Regions from separate parts of the Mus musculus genome. Here region 2 is linked to region 1. The links are chromatin contacts, called in public HiChIP or PLAC-seq maps. All regions are on one chromosome and are shown on one strand. The core of a region is the stretch at or near the end of the contact, and the rest is flanking DNA. Distances in the headings are between cores, read along the strand shown.

Evidence for each region. HiChIP or PLAC-seq counts read pairs in DNA pulled down with a chosen protein or histone mark.
Region 2: an H3K4me3 HiChIP or PLAC-seq map of bone marrow-derived macrophages shows a contact between it and region 1, with 4 times the contacts expected there. The contact joins two enhancer-like sites. A contact is called at or near these places in 1 of 15 datasets of contacts at CTCF or cohesin (pro-B cells), 3 of 484 Hi-C or Micro-C datasets (the HPC-7 cell line, granulocyte-monocyte progenitors and ventricular fibroblasts) and 2 of 115 datasets of contacts at active chromatin or transcription factors (acute myeloid leukemia and bone marrow-derived macrophages).

What each region holds. Positions count from the first base shown.
Region 1 is chr14:102,614,491-102,618,174 of GRCm38.p6, reverse strand. No RefSeq gene overlaps it. Among named protein-coding and RNA genes, the nearest start is that of Gm41233, 46 kb to the right of the region's middle. Within about 2 kb of position 2,039, at least 19 of the 459 cell types and tissues checked have an H3K27ac peak or open chromatin away from gene starts, as enhancers often do. A contact at or near this core is called in bone marrow-derived macrophages, where this site is marked.
Region 2 is chr14:103,006,215-103,009,898 of GRCm38.p6, reverse strand. All of the region lies in intron 2 of 4933432I03Rik (RIKEN cDNA 4933432I03 gene), which reads left to right. Among named protein-coding and RNA genes, the nearest start is that of Gm34643, 4.8 kb to the left of the region's middle. Within about 2 kb of position 2,013, at least 41 of the 459 cell types and tissues checked have an H3K27ac peak or open chromatin away from gene starts, as enhancers often do. A contact at or near this core is called in bone marrow-derived macrophages, where this site is marked.

The DNA of each region.
Region 1 (3,684 bases), core at 790-3,289:
ATCAAAGCTCATGTGAACTCATAGAGACTGAAGCACTATGCACAGGGTCTGCATTAGGTCCTCTGGGTATATATTATGGTTTCCATTTTGGTGTTTTTATGCGATGCTTGAGTCTTTGAATGAGTGTGTCTCTGATTCTTGTGCCTTCTCTTGGACTCTTTCTTTCTTTTATTCCAATTCTGATGTGTTTTTGTTGGAAGCCAACTCCTAGCAGAAAGCGGCTATCATCTCTGCAGCCATCACGGGCTATTTTCTTACAGGTGGTACTTTTCCATGCTGATGAGAAACTTGTTTTCCTAGCATGATGTTTTTGCAAGAAGCCCACCACAGATAAGCACACTCTTTTAACATCTTGTTTTTCTCCTATACATCCTGGACCTGTGGTTAAGTGTCTCCAGCTGCACTCGCCAGCTTGTGCTTATATACCCATAGCTGCTTTCCAATAAATGAAACTTGAGATTTGAGCAGACAGACTGTCTTCATTCTTCGAGTGTCTTGTCCCTCAGTCCCAACAGTCTCTCTCTTGCAGAGCCTGTTGACTGACCCATGGACCAAGTCAAGTTTTTGCTTTATTTATTATATTTTATTTTAATATATGTTATCATCCTTTCAAAAAGTGTTTTCAAGTGAAAGACTGAAAGGGTGTGGGTTTGGATGGAAGGAGAGGAAGAACTGAGAGGAGAAGGAGGCAAATCAAGATAATTTATGATTTTTAATCAGGATATATTATTTGAGGAAAAAATGTATTTTCAATAAAGGAAAAAGAAAAAAGAATAATAAAATTATAGTTATGTCATAATGGTACGTTTCTTCAGTGGAAAAAATGTAGAGCTCATAAGGAAATAACTTCTTTATTTTTATAGAAATGTTCCCATTGTTTTATTCATGTAAACAAATTAATATATTAACAATATATAGACATAAAGCAACTTAAGAAAAAAACATATATTGTCTTGTGATTTCAGAGAGATGAGAGTTCTTCATGTTAGGATAGCATGTCAACAAGTAGCACACATGTCAGTAGGAGCAGGAAGATGATCAAATACAAAGCAGAGAAAAAACTGCAAGTAGAGCCAGACCATGAACTCTCAAAGCCCACCCACAGTGACATACTTCTTTCAGCAAGATGCACACACATACACACACAAATACCACCACTGCCACCACCTCCACCAAGCAGTGCTACCAACTGAGGACCACATCTTTCCTGAGCTTATGGGGGTCACTCTCATTCAAACTATCATGCATTGAATTAACAGATATCCTCTTAATTATTACGATAAATTAAACTTATTTTAATGTTAATAGTTTATTAAAATAATCTCAACTTATTTAATAATAAACAACATAAGTTTAAAAGCTAGAAGGAAGGATTTTTGCATGTTCACAGTAGGAAAAAGGTGATACATATCAGAGTTGATATCTATCTTCATTTAAATAGAATACAATGTCTACTTGCACGGAAATATCATTTGGGATGTTTCTCAGGATAATAAATAAGTGTGATTTTCATGCATCAAAAGTTAGATAAAACAGAAAAAACGAGAAAAATTAGGTCAGTGTAACAAGAAATTAGCTGCCACCATGCTTCTAGGCAAGAGTCCTCTAAGTAGGAGATTCATGTCGTCTATGGCCATACCAACCTGAACAAACCTGAGTTGATATCACAAACTCCAATCTCCTTACATTTCTTCCCAATGCAAACTCTTAGAAAATAGTAGTTTCTAGAGCATAACTAATCTTTTCTAATGAAGATTTTGCTATAGACTGTTGACCTATAGTTTACTTACATCACACACAATTGTATCATTTTTATCTAATAATAGTACTTTTAGTGCATGCACTCTCTTCTCTTTAATTGAAAAGCTACAAGTATGAACGATACACCTAGGAGAGTGAAAATGGATGTTCTACAGGAACAAATAACAGCTTGGGATTCACAGCTGTCTGCCTCCTCTCCGAGGACAGCTACACAGCTGTATTCATCCTACAATAAGGAAATACAGAGCTGTTCAGAGCGTGAGTGGTACTGGCTAAGCAGAAGTGAATAGGCTCGAGTGAGCTGCACTTTCCAGCAAATGAAAATGAAAGGATCCACACACACGTAAACTCCTCCATCGCTCTCAAATACTCATTAAGTGTGGTCTAACAAGCTCTCCAAGGTTACTGTCAAATGAACAAAGACTCCCCTCCACCCAGATACAAGGGGGCTATTTCAGTTTTATTCAGACAGTTTTAGAACATTTTCACTCAATAAATGTTATGGGGAAGTGAAAATGAAGACGAGTTTGTTCTCTTTCCAAACAAATGGTGCCATTTTTATATTAGCCTGTGTTAAATTGCCTATTAGAAGTCAAAGAGAGTGTTGATAAGGTTGTGAAATTATCCAAGTGGCAGCAGAAAGGAAATAGAATCTCATCTGAACAATGCTTTCACTTCCCCCAATCTGTTTAATTTTCTTTCTTAACCTAGCACTAATCCCTTTCTTTTAATCCCAGACATGTGTTTTCCTGGTTGTCTAAGTATACTATGTACTGTCCATTGTTTAATGAGGGAATGTTGAAAGTATTATTGAAGACTCAATATTTTGCACAGAAAACATAAAAGCTTCTGTTGCTTTAACCCGGCACAAGATGTCATTCTTCCCACTGTCCCATGTTGCAAGCTGACATTGCCGTTTGTTTTATGGATGGAAAAGATGAAGAAACTCTAGGTTATTTGTGTGGAGACAATGGTCTTTTTAGCTTGATTTTCCTTGTCAGAATTACAGCATGATCACAGTGTATGTCAGATTTCCCATCTGAACTAGACAGGAAGGACACAGGAGTGTGGAAAGAGCAGAAAGCAACTTGACACTTCTGTCCTCATGAAGTGTCAACTTAGGAAGTAACTTAAAAAAAAATGTTAGTTGCCTCCACAGAACAATCAAGCAAAGGGCAGAGAGGACAAAGGAAATGAAAAACACTTCCCATGAACTGTTCTTACCTCAACTGAATGAAGTTCTAGAAAGAAGAGGCAAACAGCCCTGACCTTAATTGCTCCATGACAGAGATGGCATGAGAAATGCAAGAGCCAGTGCGAAGTAGAATAATAGTTTTTTTTTCTAACTATGAAACAAAGATTTATTTGTATGAGTACCTATAACCATGGCTCAAATTGGTAATTTGAATACATTAAAATGATAGCATATCTTTGCACTCATGTGCATTTTGATTTTTCTGATAGTGGGATTTTCTTTATGGCACGAGCAAGGGTCAGTGGTCAGGATCTGGCACAACTGGGCCATCACAGAACACTGTAGGGAAGAGAAAGCCCTGTATTTGGGCAACAGACGTGATAAAATAGAGCTGTAGTGCATCTTTGGATGTGAATGTGTGAAAATGGAACAATGTGCACATCAGTTTGTGTCTGACTCGTGACTAAGATCATCAGGTAAGCATTTTGTTTCTGACCTTCCTGGGAGGCACAGTGAAGATGGAGCCCCTTTGACCCTAAACATCTGGTGTTCTCTTGAGCAATGCTGATTTTTAGTATTTGCTCATTCATAACGGTATTGCTATTCAGACAATGCTCCATCAGATATGAATCAGCGAGTATACCCTTTGAGATGAGGACTCTTGAAATCTTATACTGTTACAATGTAGCATAGAGTAGGTCTGTGGAAATTAGTTCCTAGGTGAATTA
Region 2 (3,684 bases), core at 764-3,263, 390 kb before region 1:
ACGACACACACACACACACACACACACACACACACACACGTATAAACTGTGAGTGATACCCTCTGGTGACAGCCCAGATGAGACAAGGTCTGAAGAAAGTGATTTGCTTTTTGCCTGCTGGCAGTGTCCGTTTGTCTGGACACCCCTAGGGGAGATCTTGGAAGCACAGCATTTGTCCCAGACTCCACTTTCCCCTTCTGGTTTGGTGTCTGATGCCTTGAAGGGAAACATAGGCTTCGGACTCTCCATTCCGGACTTGGCCCTGCCTTCTCCAGGCAGCCTTATAGGCAGTGCCCAGATGCCCCTGGCAGAGAGGCAGAATGGAGAACATACAATCCCAGCGCTGAGAGGCAGGAAAAACTGGATCCTTGCAGCTTGCTAGCCATCTAGCCTAGCCTACTTGGCAAGTTCGAGACCAGTGAGCGACTTTACCTTAAAAACCAAAACAAACAAATAAAAAGATAGATGGTAGGTAAGCAATTACACCCGGGTTATTTACACACACACACACATACTCACCTGCACACAGATGCACACACAGTGCACATACATTATGTGACTGTAGCTCTCAAACGCTGAGGTGGAGAAACGCACATGCTAACTGGCAGGGGATCGCAATGGAAGCAGGAGCCACTGAATGTGGTGAGAGGCAAAGGCAGCTCACCCTGGCTCTTAGGTTTCTGGTTAGGGGACCAGACATGGACCATAAGAGGAGGAACAGTTGTTGCAGAAAAGACAACACACTTATGCGTGCTACAGCTTAAATACTTGACAGACATGAAAGTGGAGAGTAGAGAGATGGATACAGAACAGGGATTTCTGGAGATCTTTGTTGGAGGAGGAGATCTGTGAACTGGCTTTAAATCAGGTGAAAGGTGAACCTTCCATCATTTCCCTTTACAGGGTTTGTAGGGTTAAATGGGGTCCTGACAGGTGTTGGGAAGCCTTGAGACACCACTCCTGGGGTGGGGAAGTGTAGTCTGGGGCACAGGAACAGCCGGAGCTGGCTTGGGGGTCCCCGCGCTTGTGACAAGGCTGGGACCGTCTGGTTCTAAGGCTCTTGAGCACCCAGGTGCCTCTGGATGCCGTGGAAGAGCTGAGAATGAAGTGGGGGCCCGAGGGCCGGATCTGGCCCAGGGTTGAGGGGGAAAAGAGGGAAGCTCTGGCTAGCTCCCAAGGGGAGGAGTCCTTGGCTTGTTAGGGAGTGGCTGGCTAGGCTTGGTGGTCGTGGCTGGGAGCGCTGAGTGGCCTTCTGTGGGAGATTAATGGCAGGCTCTTTAGGCGATTCCTAGACTCCCCACAGTGGATCCCGATGAAAAGAGGCAGTCAATGGTTTTAAGGCATTTATTGTCATGGTGGAAGGTGGGTGAGTCAAACCGTCCTCCACTTCTCAGGATGAGGTTAAGTAGCTTTTGCAGGGAGGAGAATCTGGGAAGGAAAGCTTAAGTGGCTAAACCCTTCAGGCCTTAAGGTACCTCATTAAAATGGAGATCTGTCTTGAGCCTACATGAAGTCCTCTACCTGAGGAGGGGTTTGGGGTGTTGCCCTTACATGACTGATGGCCACAGATCTACGGAGGGCCGTGGCCTCCTGTCAGGAGCCTAGTGTCTGGGAACCAGGCAAAAAGCCTGCTGTCCCTTGAGGGTCACTGGGGTTTCTAAACTTAGTTCAACCAGGAGCCAGATTGCATTTCACCATCCTAGTTAGCAATGCTTACTTCCTGTGCAATATTTCTCTACACACCTCACCTATGGCTAAGGACATACAACTAGGCCTGGCTAATATGATGTTGGTATCACTTTCCAGATTAAGGTGTGGCCCCTTCTTCCTCTTCCCTGCCTTCACACTGTGAAGCCATGTGACCATGAGACTCCTGGGTCACCTTGTGGGTCAGGGAGGAGGAGAACTGCTGAGATTTCATTGAATGTTTTGTAATGAGGAAGGTGACACATTCTTCTTTGTCTCTGACATAACGTACCCCATGAGAAAACTTCCCCTTCTGTGGCAGCCTGCCCGCGGTATTGCCGCTGCTCCACTCTTGTCTGTGTGGCCATGTTTAGGAGAGACTGTTTTACAGCACACTTCCCTGTATTCTGACTTGCAATCTTTCTACCTCCTCTTCTGTCATGTTCAGATGCTGGAGCTGTGATGCAGAGGGTAGACTTTGGAGCTGGGCTCCCCACGACCTGTTGGTCACTGCATTGCATACAATTGTGGTTCTCTGTGATGGGCTTCATTTGCTGTAAAGAAAAGCTTCTGTGATGAGGGGTGGTAAAAGGACAATTAGCCTCTTGGAGGGATGAACCACCCTCGAGGATGTCCAAGGTGAGTGCCAGCCTTGAAACCATGTAAAATACAGAAAGCAGATTCTACTAGTATATACTATATACATGCAAATATGTATGTAATAAACAGAATAAAAAAGAATCTATTAACAGGAGAGTGGGAGTGGCCCCAGGGAGGGGAACTAAGAGAATCTAGAAGGGAGAAAGTGAAGGGGGGAGTCATCTAGGACTGTTTCAATTAAAAACATTAAGATAAGTGATAAGGCAGCTTGATTTCAGTGTTTAGATTTCAGAATATGATGTAGTTGCTGATGTTTTTTCCTGAGTAAAATAACATGTTTCTGGGTCATTTATTGCATTCTAAGATTTTACCATCCCTTTACGTTAGTATTGATATGTAGAAGACAGTCCTCCTTGCAAGGAACTCAACCCACTCCTTCAGAAGACTTAGTGATCTTGTAAAGACATAGAGCTGGTCACACACCTGTGTTGTCATCCACCTCAGAATGTGTGGAGCCCCCCAGAGGCCAGCACAACCTCTGTCCAGATCAATAAATGACTTGCTTTAAAAAAAAAAGCCTCTTCCCTCATATATGACATCTGACAGCAGTTTTCCCTCCCTGCTCCCCTCCCAGTCCCACCTCCTGACCTCTCTCCTCTCCCCAGATCCAGTCCTTCTCCATTTCCCTTCAGAAAAGAGCAGGCCTCCCAGGGATATCAACCAAACATGGCATATCAAGTTTCAACAAAACTAGGCACCTCCCCTTATATTAAGGCTGAATAAGGCAACCCAGTTGGAGGAAAGGGTCCCAGTGGCAGGCAAAAGAGTCAGGGACGGCCCTCGCTCCCACTATTAGGTGACCTCCAAGAACACCAAGTTACACAGCCATAACATGCAGAGGACCTAGGTCAGACCCCTATAGGATCCCTGATTGGTAGTTCAGTTGGTGACTTTTTTTTTTTAATTAAGGCATTTTTTATTAGATATTTTCTTCATTTACATTTCAAATGCTATCCCCAAAGCCCCCTATACCCTCCCCCAAGCCCTGCTCCCCAACCCACCCACTCCTGTTTCCTGGCCCTGGCATTCCCCTGTACTGGGGCATATGATCTTCGCAAGACCAAGGACCTCTCCTTCCATTGATGGCTGGCTAGGCTATCTTCTGCTACATATGCAGCTAGAGACACGAGCTCCGGGGGTACTGGTTAGTTCATATTGTTGTTCCTCCTATAGGGTTGCAGACCCCTTTAGCTCCTTGGGTACTTTCTCTAGCTCCTTTATTAGGGGCCCTGTGTTCCATCCAACAGATGACTGTGAGCATCCACTTCTATATTTGCCAGGCATTGGCATAACCTCACAAGAGAGAGCTATGTCAGGGTCCTGTCAGCAAAATCTTTC